Regions from separate parts of the Anser cygnoides genome. Here region 1 is linked to region 2. A link is a contact called in public Hi-C data. All regions are on one chromosome and are shown on one strand. Each heading gives the region's core, a stretch centred on a gene start, on an enhancer-like site or on the middle of the called end of the contact. The rest is flanking DNA. Distances are from core to core; before and after follow the strand shown. Region 1 overlaps VAV2 (vav guanine nucleotide exchange factor 2). Region 2 holds the start of VAV2 (vav guanine nucleotide exchange factor 2).

Region 1 (2,700 bases), core at 31-2,530, 76 kb before region 2:
AAAGCCCGGGACCTGATCCGGATGAGCCTGCCTGTGATCAGGCTCCAAATCCACGCTCGGGTACGCAGCGAAGCGACCCACTTTTTAAGAAGGATCAGGTACAAAGAAGCCCTACACCTCCAGAAACAAGAGCGAGCAGTGACTGTCCGGCACCAGGCAGGGTTTTTCCAAGGAGGAATTTATTTATTTTTTTGCTAAGGAGGAGCTGGGGGCGAAGAAAGCCCCGCACAACCCCAGCTCCTGCGCCAGCCCCAGCCAGGGAAGCACGAAGCGTGCATTTAAGAACAAGTAATCCTTTCAATTTCAACAGGATTAAACAGCATTCTTAAAAGTAAGTAAATCCTTAAGTGTTTGCTAAACTGTGTCATTTTCCCCATAAAGCAGGTTCTTATGTGCTGAGAAGCGCAGTAATACGTCCCGCCACTCCCGGCTATCATTTTCTATTAGGCAGGGCAGGAACCGCTTCGTTACGCAGCCAAGCGGCGGTTGGCACAAGGGGTCCCTGATCTCATCTGAGGCTTAGTTGCTCCTGCGGTTCTAGGACATACTAATGCAGCTAATGCAGACATGACACCGAGTGGAATTACAGTTCGCCGGTTATTTATACCTCCCCTTTCCTTTAAGGCAGACTGGGAACGCAGAAGCTTTGTTTCCCGAGGCAGACAGCACGCCCCCAGACTCCTTATCAGCTCCCCGATGATTTATGCCAATTACTTCACACGTTCAGGCCTTTGGGTATCCCCACTGCCCAAACCTACGAAGCCAGTTTTGAGGCTGCAGCATCCTGAAAGTGCTACAGGAGCACACCAGGAGCCGTGAGCAGCAATTTCCAAATTTACAGCTCCCTTGGACCGTGCTGGAGAGGGCTCCAGCGACCAAGCCCGCGGCACAGCCCAGTGCCGTGCCCCATCCCGCAGCCCAGGGGAAAGCCCCGTGCCCGATGCCGGCAGCGGGGAGGTTTTGCAGAGTCATTTCTACACTCTGCTTGGGAAAAACACACTTGTATGGGCGAGTTTGTCTTCTGGGAGGAGGCCGGCTGTGGGCTTAAATAAGGTCTCATGCAGGTTATTATTATTATTACTTCTTCATCCAGTTCTCGGCGGAACTTCCTCAAGAAAAGCTGCACTCAGTGCGCGCAAGTCACCATAAAAACTACGTCTAAACTGACAACAAGATGCCAGGGACGGAGCTCTGGAGGTACAAAGTGCAGGCAGAGGTACCCGCAGCCACAGGCTGCTTCCAGCAGCTGACCTGCACGGGGCTGGGAAATTCCTGGTGGTTTCCCCGGGCAGGGTGAGGGACGCTCTCTGCATTCCTGACATTCCAGCTCTCCTCCGTTTTCTGCCACGAGCTAAACCAAACAAGCCAGCTGATCATTTACCAGCCCCGTGCCCCGTGGTACGACCGCGTTGCCGTGGATCAGCCCGAGCAGGAAGGCAGCGGGAGGGCCAGGGACGCGGTTTCGGAGCCCGAGCATCAGAGGCCTCACGGAGAGCCTCATTTTCGAAAGGCACCGAGTTCTGCGCTTCCAGAAACAAAAGCAAGTCTCAGCCCAGGTTCCTCAAATTCACCGGTCACTTTGCAAGGATCCTGGCTGAGCAAAGAAACGGGATTTTTGCAAACAAACAAAACCAGCAAAAATCCCCACACCGTAAGAAAACCACTAACTTTCATCTTTCTCACTGCCAGTGCTTTCTTTTAGGAATGATGGATTTAAAAATAAACTAAAACAAAACAAAAATAAATAAATTAATGTGCTTACTGCTCTTCTATTTCCTCCAGCGTTGCTTATTTCTAGCGGTATCTCTGCACATCTAGAAAACTAAAATAAACTCTCGTTATTTGCAAAAACAACCCGAGGCAGCTGGGCTGGAATACGCTTTGCATACGAGGAACTCCCTAACCCTGCAGTTAGGAGCAAGCTGCAGGGGCTGGAGCCAGGCTCGTGGCTTGTGCAGACCCTGGCGAGGTCGTCGTGCATTCCCAGAACAAGAGGATTTGCTTTGCAGCAAGTCAGGAGCTCATCACAGTGATGATAAGCCTGGGCAGAAACCTTGATGTTGCTACCTCCGTGCACAGGCTTCTTGGGGGGAAGGTGGTTTCAGAGCCTGAAATCGCATGGAATGATTTGACACCTAAACTCAGGAAGGGCAAATAGAATAAAATAAAATATAAATATTAAAATAAAATAATTACAAATCCTCAGACCAAATCCCTCGCCTCAGTGTGGATGGGAAGCAGACCCCAAATTTGGATACAAGCTGGCTAAGTTAGTTCTGAGCTGGGTAACAGCATCCAACAGCAAAACCGGCAACGTGAAGAGTTGCAGTGGGGACAAGGCTGCCGAACCAAAGCAGCCGTGAGATTGCTGTGAGGCGCCAGCAGGACGTGCCCCAGACAGCTCCAGTTTGTGGTGCTGGTGGCAGCGGTCACCGTACACCTTTGCCCACCCACCTGCCGAGGAGCATCGCTGCACACCCGGGGCCCAGCACCCACCCCAGCACCTCCCACCCAGCTCCACGCGCACACCAGGGCTCACAGCCAAGGCAGGATATTTGCAAACCAAAGTGCCCCCAGCAGTTTTTCCCATCACTGCCTTTTTGCATGTGCCTCTCCCCCGTGCTTAGCACCTCGGCGAACCCAGCCCCGAGTCCTGCAGCGCTCTGTGAGACCCCGAGCATGTGAGCCAGCCCCAAATGC
Region 2 (2,867 bases), core at 52-2,551:
ACCCGGCCCCCCGGGCTCCGGGGTGGGCTCGCAGAGCACCTGGGGAGCGTTTTCCTCTTGTTTTTCATCTCCCTGGGCAAACTTTTGCCCTTCGGGCCAGCACCCTGCCAGGACAGCGCTCAGAGCACCGCTCCTGCAGCGCATCAAAGCCAAACTTAAGCCTCGAGAAAAGCTTGGCAGTAACCGCGCCGGCCTCATCTCGGCCGTGCTGGCTGCTTTTGTTTCGAGAGGGCTATAAACGTGGGGGTGTTATAAATTACTTATACATCACAGGGAAGGGGGGGGGGTGGGGGGGACGCTGCCTTCTTCCCCGGGGCGGTTTCTGCCCCCCCAGCCCCCTCTGTACAGCCACTGATGGCTTCCCAGCGCTGAGCCCCGGTGCTGGGGCTGAGCCTCGGGGTGGGGGGGGGGGGATACGGGGCTGGGAGCTAAAACACAGGGGTAGGGGGCGAAGGGCAGCCGGGGGGGGGGGCTGGAAAAAAAGCTCTCCCCCCCACACCCACCTACCCACTCCCGCACTCACTCGTACCACGAAGTTTTGCAAGAACACAAAGAGCCCTACGCGCACGCCGCCACCGCCACCCCCCCCCCCAAAAAAAATAAAAATAAAGAAAAATAATAATAATACCTGGGACATCTGGGGCCTGAAGTTGATGTCCTTGAGGTCGATGGAGCCGGGGGAGAGGTTGTGCAGCAGCTGGCACAGCAGCACCCCGTCCCGCAGCGCCTGCGCCAGGTCGAAGACCACCGCCGAGGGCCAGACCACCCGGTGGTTGGGGGGCAAAACTTTGCAGTCGATGAGCCAGCGGCCGCACTGCCGCCACTCCTCCATGGCCGCGGCCTTCCTCCTCCTCCTCCTCCTCCTCCTCCTCCTCCTCCTCCCTGCTCAGGGGCAGCGGGCGGCTGCCCGAGGGGCTGCTCCGCACCGCGCCGCCGCGCTACCGCCCCGCTCCATCGCCGCCCGCCGCCCGGGGAAGCATCGGCGGGGAGGAGGAGGAGGAGGAGGAGGAAGGGGAGGCGGGGGACGGCGCCGAGTTTTCCGGCGGAGGGCTGCCCCTGCCCCCGCTGCGGCCCCACCGCCGGGGCTAGGCGCGCCGCATCGGCCCGGGAACAAAGGGGCCGCCCCCGCGCAACTTCGTGTGTCCCCCCCCCGGCCCGGGGAAACTTGGTCCTGCTGCTGCTTTTGCTCCTGCTCCTCCTGAAGCTGCTGCTCCCGCTCCCGGTGCTGCTCCTGCTTTTGCTGCCGCTCCTGCCCCGGCCCCACCTGCGCTGCCGCTGGGGCCGCCCCCGCTGCCGCCGCGGGTGGGAATTTGCTGCCCCCCCCCCCCCCCCCCGGGCCGAAGCCCCCGCCCCGCCGGGAGGAGCTCCCGGCCCGCCCCCGCCGCCCCTTTGTCTGCGGGAGCGCTGCACGCCTCCTTTCCTTTTTTTTTTTTTTTTTTTATTTTCCCTTTTTGCACCCCCCCTCCCCGCTCCCTCCTCCCGGAGCTCCCCGCTCCCCGTCCTGCAGCGGCCCCCCCCCCCCCCAGCCGCCCCGCTGCTCCGCTCCCCCCGGCCCCCGTTCGCATTTGGGGTCCCCAAGACCCCCCCCCAGCACCCCCCGAGCAGCCGCTGCTTTGTCTGGCCGCGCGCTCCCCCTCCCCGGCTCGTGTTTGGGCTGCAAATACTGCAGGGGAGATGTTTAACCCAAACAAGCGGTCGCGTTCCTTGACTTTCAAACACGAAGACAACTCCTATAATTAATTACCAGCGTATTTATTGCAAACCTCAACGCTCGGCCATTAACTCCTTGGCAGCAAACTCCTGAAAATCTCTAATTTTCACTCGGTGGCTCCCATCCAAATCAGCGCACTTCAGAGCAGCCCCTTTTCAAATCTGGTCTGAGTTTTCTTCGGAGATCCTCTCCCAAGAGTTTGTCGATTAATTTTCGTCCTGGCTTTCCAGATAGCCAAAACCGGAAGCCGAGGCTGGGACGAAGGGAAGCTATTAACCTGGATGTCAAACAAATGCAACGCTAATCTCTTCCAAATGTAGCCAAGCGGAGATAAAGAAGAAAGAGCAACTCTGCTGGCATGACCCTTCACTTCCAGCATGGGAAGGAAGATTCCCTCTGAAGAATGAAAAACAATTGTTTGATATTCCAAGGACAGTTTGGCGAAGCTTTTTTATTTATTTATTTTTTTTAATATCACGGGAAGTGCTTCTTTTAGCCTGACGTGCTGGCGCTCGGTCTGCCCCTGGTCTGGCTGTGTGCGGTGCCTGGTACGCCTCTGGCAGGGCAGGATGAGTGCGCGTATAATCGGACCAGGAGCAGCATGCATATGCCCCGGCCTCGCAATCAGAGCTACGCCCTGCCCCGGGTATACTCGGGAGCATGCTGATCTCAGCCTGCAGTTCCCCGTACCCTGCGGAGGAGATTTCTCACCATAACTTTCTCATTCCTGAAGTTCACCGTTCAGCCTCTCTGCCTGGCCTCCCGCTAGGGCTCCAGCAGCACCCACCGGGCAGGAATCACGAGGCCATTGAAAGGCGTGGAGCCCTGCCAGGGATAATTTTGGTTCACTGGATGCTGGTCTGCCCTGTGAGATCAGGTCTGTAGGTAGAGGGCTACAGAGGAGTTTATTATATGCGGATAATTAAAGCTGCTTGCTGTGGCCTGGCTTTTTTTACTGCATAGTAAAACCCCTACTTGGCCCCTGGACACTTACGACCGATCGCTGCAGCTGCAAAGCCAGCAGCTGCGTGGGAGGTGTTGAAGCAAGGACGCTGCTCACCCACCTCTGCAGCAGTAAAAACAGCTGATAGCAGGGATTTTTGATAGTCGGGGAACCAAGTGGAAGGCAAGGCTCGGCGAAGAGCGTGCAGCCAGC

The links. A called contact is a pair of places that touch in the nucleus more often than the background predicts.
Region 1: a Hi-C map of liver shows a contact between it and region 2, with 15 times the contacts expected there. The contact joins the enhancer-like site here to the promoter of VAV2 in region 2. A contact is called at or near these places in 4 of 7 Hi-C or Micro-C datasets (fetal liver and liver).

The regions. Positions count from the first base shown.
Region 1 is chr20:4,243,096-4,245,795 of Taihu_goose_T2T_genome, reverse strand. All of the region lies in intron 2 of VAV2 (vav guanine nucleotide exchange factor 2), which reads right to left. Among named protein-coding and RNA genes, the nearest start is that of SARDH, 54 kb to the left of the region's middle. Within about 2 kb of position 1,280, at least 3 of the 3 cell types and tissues checked have open chromatin away from gene starts, as enhancers often do. A contact at or near this core is called in fetal liver and liver, where this site is marked.
Region 2 is chr20:4,167,028-4,169,894 of Taihu_goose_T2T_genome, reverse strand. VAV2 (vav guanine nucleotide exchange factor 2) reads right to left here and starts at 1,301. Exons shown (of 27, transcript XM_066981004.1): 1 at 629-1,301. The coding sequence starts at 832.